Linked DNA regions of Xenopus tropicalis: region 2 is linked to region 1. Evidence: chromatin contacts called from public Hi-C data. All regions are on one chromosome and are shown on one strand. Each heading gives the region's core, a stretch centred on a gene start, on an enhancer-like site or on the middle of the called end of the contact. The rest is flanking DNA. Distances are from core to core; before and after follow the strand shown.

Region 1 (6,358 bases), core at 1,275-3,774:
GAGGGTGATTGACAGAGATGCAATGCACGATGGTTGAGCATCTCTGCTCCCTCAGCCAGAGTTTTTACTCAGAGGCACAGGGTACAAAGTAGCAGAAGGCACAGTCTGCATATTAGCACAGAATGCAGGAGAATGCAAGTGTTTCCAAAATGGGCACTTAGGGTTCTGCTCTTGTGCCCTTAGTGATCTTGCACTAAGCAGGGTAATAAATTACTTCTTATATCTTTATATGTCAGTGACTAAAAATCTAATTTACAATATTTAGGGCAGTGCATTGAGGCTGAATCACATTAGCAGCACTTGGATATGTGTATTTGTGACTCAACTGAAACCAGCCTATTGCAAGCCTGGTTTCAACAGAGCTCTACATAGCACCAAGTCTCTCTCTAAATCAGTCCTTTTATATCAGCGCTGCATCTATAAATCTGTTGCTTTGTGATTTTTTTCCATTTATTCCTGCTGTTTATCAAGCTTTCTATAATCCTACAGTAGAACCGTTTAATGCTGACTATAGGCAGGGCAAGAATTATTAGTTTTGACACAAATGCATGCTGCAGCAGAATTCCACTGCAGTGCAATGTATAGCTAGCGGAAAGAAATATATATAAATTTATAAATGCTAAGGCTTATGTTCACTAGTGCAGTTACTCAGACTGACAGTCCTTGCACAAACAGACAGTATTCCTTAAAAGTGTCCTTTAACTCCCAGATTGTTGTGCTTGGCTCCACTGCATTTTGCTTTTGTCTTTTATGGTTTTTGCCTGCACAGAATGTTTTCTCCTAGCTGTGATGGCTTACGATCGATATATAGCTAGCTGCAACCTACTACATCACACCATGATTAATCATATTGATTTAATTGTCCCTTTGGTAGATTCAGGCCTGCAGTCAGATACACAGCATTATGGTCTCCTCATGGTCAGGGGACGCCCTGAGTTCATGCAGCTTATTGCAGATGTGTACTAATGTCAGAGATATGCTGCGAGGATCACATTTTTTAGTATTTGCTTTTCCCAGAACAAAGCTTTTGCCAAAAAAGCAGAGAGGGCTATGAATGTATCCATTTATTTGAAGTGGAAGACTAAGCTGGCAATATAGAAGGAACTCTTAAGCATCCAGGATAGAACAGTGAATTAAGTGATGCAAGTGCATGGCAGCAATAACCCAATATATTCAAGAAATCTTCCAAAGGTTAACAAGGTGTATGGCGTGATCAATGAAAACAACTTTTTCACTTGTGATCCACACTCAGATGTAAAAAGTGTTGGTGAGCCACACAAGCATGAAAACATTTTTTGGGGGATGCCAAATAAAGGTGGCCATACACGAGCAGATCTGCTCGCTTGGCGATGTCGCCAAGCGAGCGGATCTTCCCCCGATATCCCCACCTACGGGTGGGCGATATCGGGGACCATTTAGGTAAAAAAAATAATAATCCGATCGTTTGGCCCTGGGGCCAAACGATCGGATTATGTGGGCGGCAATGGGGCAGTCGGATCGGGGACCGCATCAGATCCGACCAGATTTTCTAACCTGGCCGATCGAGAATCTGGCCAATTTCAGGCCAGATATCGGTCGGCCAGGCCGCTCTGCTCTCCCCATACACGGGCCGATTAGCTGCCGAATCGGTCCAAGGGACCGATACCGGCAGCTATAGTCGGCCCGTGTATGGCCACCTTTAGAACTGTGATTGGCTATTTGTCAGCCTGCAGGATTATCTGATTGGAGTAAAAATATGTCTCTGTTCTTCCAAAATATGCCCCCAGGGCAGAAATGTAAAAATTGGCACCTACTTTGAGGCCCCTGGGAGCAACATGTTGCCCACAAGCCACTGGTTGGGGATCACTGCTCTAGAACAAGCTGGCCTGAGATTGTTTATTTATTGCAATTAGGTGTACATATATGAATTGGAAATTAATTTGTGATATGTGACAAATATGAATTTTAAATGATTAATAAAATCTGACTTCTCTATAGTTAGACTCCTGGCAGCTATAGTAGTGACAGTTAAGTAATAGGTAGAACTGGGATGGGGAATCATTTTAAAAAGTGGGTTTTTACATTTGCTTTTTCTCATCTGCATCAGACAGGGGACTGAATGAACCAAGAGGATAATTTATATAATTTCATGCAAAAGGTAGGATCCTTATCATTATTGCCATTCAGGCCTCCATCACAAATACGATGTATTATCTGGGACCAACTACAATGAGAATACATGTGCTTACTGAAGAGTAACATTAGATTATAATAATGAGAATACATGTGCTTACCGAAGAGTAATATTAGATTATAACAATGAGAATACATGTGCCTAACTGAAGAGTAATATTAGATTATTGGGCCCAGGCGGCATATAATAATCGGAACGTACTAAATATCGGAGAGTGACATTGGTCATGTTGTTAGATACCCGCAGCCAGTGTTTGAGTTTGGCGCTCTTTGCCAAAGGACTGAGTGAGCCAAAGCCATTCTGTCCCCTCCTTATTCCCCTCCCCTCTCAGTCAGAGCATCCATCCTACAGCAGCCCGGCCGCCTCGCTTCTCCTCACTGCAGCCGCCGAACCTCCTCGGACATGTCTCTCCCCAAGATCTCCTCATCCTCAGCCATCCAGATCAGCAGGTAAGCCTCCCCCAGCGGCACCTATCCCACTGCCCGCTCCCGGGTGTACATGGCACTAGGCGGGCCGCGGTTAGGGGCCAGGCCGCCAGTCCCTGCTGTGTCACCGCACACGTGTATTATGTGCCGGGCTGTCTGGCCGGGACCCCTCCCTGTGCCGGCTCCCTAACAGCAGGCTGCCATGTACCTATGTAGCGCTATACCAGCCCTGTGTCTGTAGCGAGTAAAGCCCTGCGCAGCTGGGGCTGGGGGAACCCTAGTTCCTACCTGCAGGTGGGAGGTTACTGCTCTGGGAGTGGGCGGGGAATATACACCGTACCCACCTTTGCTTCATTGCGGAAGTGCTTGTGTTGCCCTTTGGGGGATATGGTGCATGTACTGCTGCAATGCATGCACTGCCCTTTGGGGGATATGGTACATGTACTGCTGCAATGCATGCACTGCCCTTTGGGGGATATGGTACATGTACTGCTGCAATGCATGCACTGCCCATTGGGGGATATGGTACATGTACTGCTGCAATGCATGCACTGCCCATTGGGGGATATGGTACATGTACTGCTGCAAGGCATGCACTGCCTTTTGTGGGATATGGTACATGTTCTACTGCAAGGCATGCACTGCCTTTTGTGGGATATGGTACATGTTCTACTGCAAGGCATGCACTGCCCTTTGGGGGATATGGTACATGTACTGCTGCAATGCATGCACTGCCCTTTGTGGGATATGGTACATGTTCTGCTGCAAGGCATGCACTTCCCTTTGGGGGATATCGTACATGTTCTACTGCAAGGCATGCACTGCCCTTTGGGGGATATGGTACATGTACTGCTGCAATGCATGCACTGCCCTTTGTGGGATATGGTACATGTTCTGCTGCAAGGCATGCACTGCCCTTTGGGGGATATCGTACATGTTCTACTGCAATGCATGCACTGCCCTTTGGGGGATATGGTACATGTACTGCTGCAATGCATGCACTGCCCATTGGGGGATATGGTACATGTACTGCTGCAATGCATGCACTGCCCATTGGGGGATATGGTACATGTACTGCTGCAAGGCATGCACTGCCTTTTGTGGGATATGGTACATGTTCTACTGCAAGGCATGCACTGCCTTTTGTGTGATATGGTACATGTTCTACTGCAAGGCATGCACTGCCCTTTGGGGGATATGGTACATGTACTGCTGCAATGCATGCACTGCCCTTTGTGGGATATGGTACATGTTCTGCTGCAAGGCATGCACTTCCCTTTGGGGGATATCGTACATGTTCTACTGCAAGGCATGCACTGCCCTTTGGGGGATATGGTACATGTACTGCTGCAATGCATGCACTGCCCTTTGTGGGATATGGTACATGTTCTGCTGCAAGGCATGCACTGCCCTTTGGGGGATATCGTACATGTTCTACTGCAATGCATGCACTGCCCTTTATGGGATATGGTACATGTTCTGCTGCAAGGCATGCACTGCCCTTTGTGGGATATGGTACATGTACTGCTGCAATGCATGCACTGCCTTTTGTGGGATATGGTACATGTTCTGCTGCAAGGCATGCATTGCCCTTGTGGTATATGGTACATGTACTGCTGCAAGGCATGCACTGCCTTTTGTGGGATATGGTACATGTTCTGCTGCAAGGCATGCATTGCCCTTTGTGGGATATGGTACATGTTCTGCTGCAATGCATGCACTGCCCTTTGTGGGATATGGTACATGTTCTGCTGCAATGCATGCACTGCCCTTTGTGGGATATGGTACATGTTCTGCTGCAAGGCATGCACTGCCCTTTGGGGGATATGGTACATGTACTGCTGCAATGCATGCACTGCCTTTTCTGGGATACGTTACATGTTCTGCTGCAAGGCATTCACTGCCCTTTGTGGGATATGGTACATGTACTGCTGCAATGCATGCACTGCCCTTTGGAGGATATGGTACATGTACTGCTGCAATGCATGCACTGCCCTTTGGGGGATATGGTACATGTTCTGCTGCAAGGCATGCACTGCCCTTTGTGGGATATGGTACATGTACTGCTGCAATGCATGCACTGCCCTTTGTGGGATATGGTACATGTACTGCTGCAATACATGTACTGCCCTTTGGAGGATAGGGGAACCAGAGACCTTCCTCGCACACCCTTAGCTCTCCAACTTAGATTATGAGCCCGGTGCACACTGCTGGGGGGATCGGCACCCTCCAAAAATCCAAAGTAACCACAAATGCAATGGCACTCAGAGCTGTAATAGGGACAAGCCCTTAAGTTCAAACTTTATTGCGGTAGTGCAACGTTTCGGGGCAAAGTGACCCCTTTTTCAAGCTTTGGGGGATATGGTACAAGTACTGCTGCAATGCATGCACTGCCCTTTGTGGAATATGGTACATGTTCTGCTGCAATGCATGCACTGCCCTTTGTGGGATATGGTACATGTTCTACTGCAATGCATGCACTGCCCTTTGGGGGATATGGTACATGTTATGCTGGAATGCATGCTTTGCCCTTTGGGGGATATGGTACATGTTCTGCTGCAACTGCAAGGCATTCACTGCCCTTTGTGGGATATGGTACATGTTCTGCTGCAAGGCATGCACTGCCCTTTGGGGGATATGGTAATGGTGCAATGTTGGTTGGGCATTATAATCTTGGGGTCCTCAACAACAACACTTAGTTCTGCTGCATTGGGAAACCATTGTCCTACTTGTCAAGGGCCCCATAAAGCCGAGTGGGTTTCTGATGCAGGGCTTGTTTTAGGGTGCAATAGGTTGGTTCCTAATATCGTAGAGGCCCTTGAGGTAAATCAAAATGGAAATGTGATTACATGCTAGTTAAGTTAAGTATATACACTGGAACAGTGATCCCCAACCTTTTATACCCTTGAGCCACATTCAAATGAAAAAAAGTGTTGGGGAGCAACACAATCATGGAAAAAGTTCCTGGGGGTGCCAATAAGAGCTATAATTGGCAATTTGGTAGCCCCTGTGTGGTCCAGCAGACTATAGAAAGCTCTGTTTGGCTTTACACTGGGTTTTATGCAATCAACACTTGCCTCCAAGCCAGAAATTCAAAAAATAAGCACCTGCTTTGAGGCCACTGGGAGCAACATCCAAGGGGTTGGTCAGCAACATGTTGCTCACAAACCACTGGTTGGGGATCACTGCACTAGAATTCCATAGGTTGGTCAAACCAATCCAAATCCGCTGTCCCTGCTGGTATATCTCTGCTAATGTTAGTCTGCAGAAAAACTTTTTTTAAAGTGTAAATTGGGGGCAAGTTTAAATGTATCAATTTGTTTTGCTATGCTGTGGCAGACAGGTAGTAGCCAAAGGTGAGGATGCAACGGGGAGCGGGCTGGGTAAATGACCTTGGGGGGGGGGCCATACCCGGCCCTCGGGTCATAGTTTGAGGACCCCTGAACAATAGTTTATACTCAATGTAACAGTTTTTCTAAACTTAAAATTTTGTAAACTCCACATTACATTAAAACCTCTTAATGCTTATCAGTCAATTAAGGTTAAGGTTACAAGATTCCCTTGAAATGGGAGCACTTATAAAAAATACATGACACACAGAACTATTAAGTTCTTTTTAAACCTACATTTTAGGGATTATTAAAAAAAAAGTTAGAGCATCCTTTCTATTTGCAGTGGTAGGCTGGAAATAAATATGGATTTATTCTATTAATTAAACTATGAAAGATCCAGTACAAGTAAATGGTGGTTTTTCCAGTAA
Region 2 (6,769 bases), core at 2,103-4,602, 76 kb before region 1:
TGGGCTTTCATTCATGAAGATGATTATGGCTAAATAAGGGTGAAACTGTTTGCTTTTGAAAAAGCCTTAAATTTGTCTATAAAGGATGGAGAATGCAATGTTCTGCGATATTCTGGTACTTTGCATCTGGACAAACATAACCTATATTATGAGAGCACTTGTTTTAGTGAATTCACAGGAAAGCACACATTATGAACACTGTTTTAGGGGCAATGGCAATTTTGCTGCCCATTGGAAATTGAGCTCTATGTGGGCACCAAATTTCTGCATCAAGTAACTGCACAAAATGTGGAGGGAAGCATTAAAGCATGTTAATATAACAATAAAGAGTAATGTTACCCACGGAAAATTATTGAACACAGAATACCCGCTAATATCTTTATATTGACAATGGCAGGAATCTGATTATCCAAACCTGCCGAGTCATTTAAAAATGCAGAAGGAAACATTTCCATGTGATTTAGCTGGTTTGAAAAGAATAATTTTCACCAGGGACATTTTTGGGACCACCCCACCATGTTCAGAAATTCAGCATAGCGAGTCATGAGGAGATGCATTGCTAGCAATTACACTCTCTACTACAATACCTGAAATTTCAGTTTAATAAATACAATTATAGCTTTTAAAGTTACAGGAGAGGCTTTTTCTTCTCACCTTGCCTTATGGTAGCAGCTCCCCTGATTTCTACCATTGCCAATGCAAATATATACTGAAACTGGACATCAGACATGGCCAAACTGGGCCACCTACACACCTAGGTCCCCCCCCCCCTTCATTAGTTGCAAGGTAATTTTTCCATACTCTTACTGCCCCTCCCCTGCAGTACCACTATTCATGGATAGCAGCCCTGTGCATAGTATGTTATGCCCTTGTTTGGACACTTACCTTCAGGCTTGGACTGCCAATCTGTGGATTCTGGCAAATGCCAGAGGGGCTACTGTTAAATGCCATAGACAGTCACAATTTATTGGACCCATGGTCCTGTAATCCCTCTGTATTGTTTAAAAATGTATTTTCCTGTGTTGTTCACACCTTTTAATCCTTGCATTGATCAACCCCTGCAGTGTTCACACCTCAGGCTCAGGCTGTAATCACCCCCATTGTTCAAACCTCAGACATTGTAGGTACTGCCTGGACTATGCTGCCTGTGTGTATGGCACACACAGGGAACATAGGGTAGGCAGAATATGACACATAGGCAGCATAGGGCAGGGAGGGTATGGCACACACAGGCAGCATAGGGCACGGCACACACAGGCAGGGTAGGGCAGGCAGAGTATGGCACACACAGGCAGCACAGGGCATTTAGAGTATGGCACACACAGGCAGCATAGGGCAGGCAGAGTATGGCACACACAGGCAGGGTAGGGCAGGCAGAGTGCTGCCTGTGTGTGCCATACTCTGCCTGCCCTATGCTGCCTGTGGGAGGTGAACATGGCAGGGGTTTGTTCTGGGAGTTTGTTAGCATTTGGAAATAGCCGTTAAGTGGTCCCTAAGGTGTGTAATTATGTGCTGGGGGTTGCTGTGCTATCCACAGGGGAGGAGGAGGCATATGGATTTAAGGGTATATCTTAATATGACATAATATAATTATTTCACATATGAATGATGGTTGATATCCCCACAGTAAGGACCAAGCATTTGGTTTTTTGCTGAACTACCACCATTGTGATAAAATAGGTGTGGTTTGAAGTGAGTGTGGTTTAAAAAAGGGGAGTGGTCAAAACTGGCTTCCATTAGCGGCCCTCCACCATGTATGCAAGAGAAATTCCAGCCCTCGGCACCACAGAAGTTGGACAGCACTGGTCTATGACATTAATGTCATGCCTTTGCTTCAACATAATTGTATTAATCAGATCTATTATAACCTTGGCATCACCATTAGCAATGAGCAAACTCTAACATCCAGTAACAGTTTGGGGGCAAAATTTGCAGTCTCACCAACAACTGGTTTGCCACAGAAAAAAAACACTGTCTGTTTCACCAGAAAAAAATACATGTGTCATTATTATTCACTCCTTGCCTTTAATCAACCAATGGGATTAGAACATTCCCCAGCCCTACCTTGTTACACAAACAAGCACAGGGTAGGGTTGCCGCCTCACCCCTTTAATACCAGCCACATATTGAATTTACATCCTGCATGGCTTATTAGCAGTGAACGCAGAATCAATCTAATTAATTGCTAACTGGCCATGCAGGATGTGGATCCATTCTGTGGCTGGTAAAGGGGCGAGGTGGCAACCTTATCCCCGGGACAGCTCATTAAATATATGGGGGAGGGTGGGAAGGTCTCACATTCAATTAATTGATAAAGACAAGGGAAGCACAATAATGAGTCAGAGTTTCTCTGTGGTTTTTTTCTCATGGCAAAATACTATGTTTTTTTCTAGTAAAACAAAATGCATAGCAAAATTCTAGCATGGATTTGCAACTATTTTCACTGCAGGTTTTGCCAGGAAACTGTACAGGGCAAAAAGTTTGCCCATTCCTTGTGGCAAGTACCTGCTGTAAGGGTGAAGACACACAGAGATACTAGTAGCAGCTACTTGTCATGGCTACTATAAGGGCTCTGGCACACGGGGAGATTAGTCGCCCGCGACAAAACTCCCTGTTCGCGGGCGACTAATCTTCCCGAGTTGCCATCATTGTCGGCGGTGGGATGGCACATGCGGCGGCGCAAATTCGGGAAATCGCAGAAAAAGCCTTGCGAGGCAACTTTGGCGATTTCCCGAAATCGTGCCGCCGCGTGTGCCATCCCACCGGTGGGATGGCAGGTGATGGCAACTCGGTGAGATTAGTCGCCCGCAAACAGGGAGTTTTGTCGCAGGGCGACTAATCTCCCCGTGTGCCAGAGCCCTAAAAGACTGCTGATCTTTTACTGATAATTGTCTCTACCTGTGTTTTAGCAGAGGCAATCCTCAGTATTGTCTATGGCAGGGGATTTTCCAGGGCTAAGTAGCTGCTACTAGTAGCTCTGTGTGTCTTCACCCCAATGTGACTTGTATTGGCACTTCTCACTTGCTGTCTCTATTAAATCTGAAACTCCACATCGATGTTTGAAGTGCATTTCCCATGTATGTCAGCCCTCCTTCCTTTGGATCAGTTAGAATGTTGCTGTATAGAGGTATGGAAGGTATATAAGAATGCATGTGTAGAGCTCACACTTCCTGGCAGCTGCCTGCTCTATAACGAGTCAGTGAGAGATTAATGAGACTCAGGCGATTCCTGTCAATGACTTTCAGTTCATTATGGGAAGATAAAGAAAGGAACGTTAGTAAATAGTTGGCCCATCTGCTTCTGTGTCACTGCCCCTGACGCGTGCAGCTCTCATGCCCGGAGCCCTCACAGTCCGGCACTTCCGCCCCCCCCCCCCTCCATGAACTTGGTGCGATCCAAGGAAAAGCTTAGAGACTGGGGACCACCCACACAGGCAGGATCGGGAGGGGGAGGAAAACCAATACGTGAAATACTGAAGGGGTTGTGATTTTATACTGTGTAGCAACCGAAGCCCACAGGAGGGGGAGTCGTTTGCCAGGACGTTTATTTTCATATTAAAAACAAAAATAATAATAGTAATAAATACAGATTAGTTGCATCTTTTTGTATTTCAACTCAAAGAACCACCTTTCTGTGACTGGGGACGGGTGGCTGATTCCCCATTGGGCTGATTCTGACCTGAGGGCAGGGAAAATAAATAATGATAATTTACTTGGATCAATTGTGTAAAGATAAATAGTATCAGTGTGAACACTGTTGGGGCTACCGGGACAACAATTAAAGAAGCACAGGCAGGTAGGATTTCAGCACCAACAAGGGAACAGCGCAGACTCCATGGTGAGACGTTGATACATTTCAATACTGTAAGACAAAAAGACAAAAAGACAGCAACTATTTTGACGTCCATCTACTAAAGGTTAATAGAAATAGAATAGGGAACGGGAGGCTGTTAAGTATAAAATAACAGTGGAGAGTAGAAAGGACGCCATTTACAAATAGGCTATTAAAGGAACAGTAACACCAAAAAATGAAAGAGCTTTAAAGTAATAAAAATATAATGCACTGTTGCCCTGCACTGGTAAAACTGGTGTGTTTGCTACAGTAACACTACTATAATTTATATAATAAGCTGCTGTGTAGCCACGGGGGCAGCCATTCAAGCTGGAAAAAAGGAGAAAAAGCACAGGTTACATAGCAGATAACAGATAAGTTCTGTAGAATACAATAGTGTTTTATCTGTTATCTGCTATGTGCCTGTGCCTTTTCTCCTTTGAATGGCTGCCTCCATGGCTACATAGCAGCTTATTTATATAAATTATAGTAGACTTTCTGAAGTAAACACACAACTTTTACCAGTGCAGGGCAGCAGCACATTATATTTTAGTTACTTTTATACACTTTCATTTTTTGGTGTTACTGTTCCTTTAAGATATAGAATACAAACGACTAGTCAGAGATTATGCACTGGGAATTGTCTATGTAAAAGAGATAAGATAAAGGGAAAGGAGCTGAAGACACACAGAGCTACTAGTAGGAGCTACTTGTAGTGGCTACTAAAATAGACAATGCTGATCATTTACTGATTAGGGTCTCAACCTGTGTTTAAGCAGAGGCAATTCTCAGTATTGTCTATGGCAGGGGATTTTCTGGAATTTAGTAGCCATGAAAAAGTAGCTGCTACTAGTAGCTCAGTGTGTCTTCACCCTAGAGGTCTAGAATATCCTCTGATGCATAGAGACATGAACGGAGAAATGAATGAATGCAGTACAATGAGTCGTTATGAGATAAAAAGAAGCGGCTACCAATTAGTATAACTGGGATGGGAGATCTTATTGTGTAAAATTGCCCCCATCTGCTCCCTGCTTTGTTCCCTGACGCGTGCAGCTCTTGTGCCCAGTACTGAATTATTCCCATCATAGGGATCCCAAGGGCCTCAGTGTGGGAAAGGGCTGCCGGCATAACGGTTTCTACAATAACTGCCCTGATAATAAGCAGTCATGTGAAGGGCCCCCTGCTGTGGCTGGAGTGCAACTCCAAGTATTCCACTTTTATAACGTTTGGTAACTGCTGGAGAGAAACAGTAACAATGGGCACAGCAGATCTAGCGGCTTTTGAGTTGAGAGGATAGAGGCTACTGCCTAAAATACATTGTGCGCATGCGCATATAATAGAAAAGATTCGGTAATCCCGAAATTGATGTTCAGTGTAAGGATTGCTGGATCTGTAGGACTTTCATACATCTTCTTAAAACGTGTGTGCTTTGTTTAAAAGTTTTTTTTTTTAAAAAAACACTGTCCGTTTTACAGTTAAAAAGAGCCATATATAAAGTGTTTTCATTGACCCATCCTTTGGAGAGTTGTGTTGATAGTTGGGATGCATTATTCCATATGGACCTGATATGAGCACAATTAAAATACAAATTTACCTAATTATTTAACTGGGTGGGACTGTGACACCATTCTGTGTATCAAAATCAGTTCTCTCTGTTAGAATAGCATTTTGTTGCAGTCAGGTGTCATTTACCAATGTCCTTGCTGATGCTCTGCATCCACTGCGCCAGATCAGTATCTAAGGTACAAGGGAGAATATTGCTTTGACCGTATTGGCAATGTAAACTGTGTTCTTTCTGTAGTGCTGGGTGTTGGGGAGCAGATTCGAAGTAATAATATTATCTGTGTACAGTACACCACCCTACTATTCTAGGAGTAAAATCTTCAACTTATACTCTGCGCCGCCTTTTTGTAAGTGTATTTACAAAGGAGCTACAAGGAGCCGGCAAACCGCCTAAGGAAATGTGTAGTACAACATCAGTCAATCTTACGCACATAGATATTTATTTATGCAGTTAGCTGTTATGTTGGGAGTTCTGGACTGCAACAGTTAAACTTTTGGGTCTATATGGGTTAATTTTGCGAGGGGATGATAGGGTGCTCCAAATATGAATCCTAGTAGGCTTTATAGTTGAACTATTTCGCTGGATGGTTACTGATGGGGGCTGATAAAGTTTAGGGACTACAGAAAATGAAGTTGTAACATTGTGTCTTGCTGGGACCGATACAAAAGGCTGGAGAATTAAAACCAGAGGGCTGTAAAAAACGGCAGTAGCTACTGGAATGGAATTAATTTAACACTAAGGGAATAATGTTATATAAAGGATTTTATTAGTCCACATCTAGTAACCTATAGCAACAATTAGATCTTTGTTTTCAAACAGCTGACCAGAAAATGCAACATTCTAATTGGTAGCCATCGGGTAATATACAAGTAGTAAAGTTAAGCCATTTTTTCATTTACCCCCAAAGTGCTAACAGAGAGGGAACATAATGTTACTGAATGGATATGAAAAAGGACCAGGGACAAAAAAAACAAACAAACCCCAATTTCGACATGAGTTCAATGATTAGGGTTTGTGCTGAACATACTTTTTTGCCTACTGTGTTATCACAAGAAATTTGTGGGTTTTGTTATTTCTTTAGCTAAAGGGGACAAACAGGGAAATTGAAGTTGCTTTATGTTTGGCCCTTGTGAGGTAGATAATTAGATTACCAGTGTAAAAGCCCTTTCAATTACCCTGTGACTGTTTGGTTAGCAGGAGCCCATTATGCAGGGGGATTATCTGTGTTCTGATAATCTAATTATCTAACAAGTAACAAACAGAGAAATATTATTATTATTATTATTATTCAAAGGGTATATTAAGCAAAAGCCAAATTCATTGAACTCATATTAAATAAAACACCACCATGCCAGGCTTAGGGACATAAGATGG

What was found. A called contact is a pair of places that touch in the nucleus more often than the background predicts.
Region 2: a contact with region 1 is called in a Hi-C map of neurula embryo, with 2.1 times the contacts expected there. The contact joins the enhancer-like site here to the promoter of acot7 in region 1. A contact is called at or near these places in 5 of 5 Hi-C or Micro-C datasets (brain, gastrula embryo, liver and 2 more).

The regions. Positions count from the first base shown.
Region 1 is chr7:98,992,358-98,998,715 of UCB_Xtro_10.0, reverse strand. It overlaps acot7 (acyl-CoA thioesterase 7), which reads left to right and starts at 2,524. Exons shown (of 11, transcript NM_001078900.1): 1 at 2,524-2,622.
Region 2 is chr7:99,068,299-99,075,067 of UCB_Xtro_10.0, reverse strand. No RefSeq gene overlaps it. Among named protein-coding and RNA genes, the nearest start is that of espn, 21 kb to the left of the region's middle. Within about 2 kb of position 3,352, at least 2 of the 11 cell types and tissues checked have an H3K27ac peak or open chromatin away from gene starts, as enhancers often do. A contact at or near this core is called in neurula embryo, where this site is marked.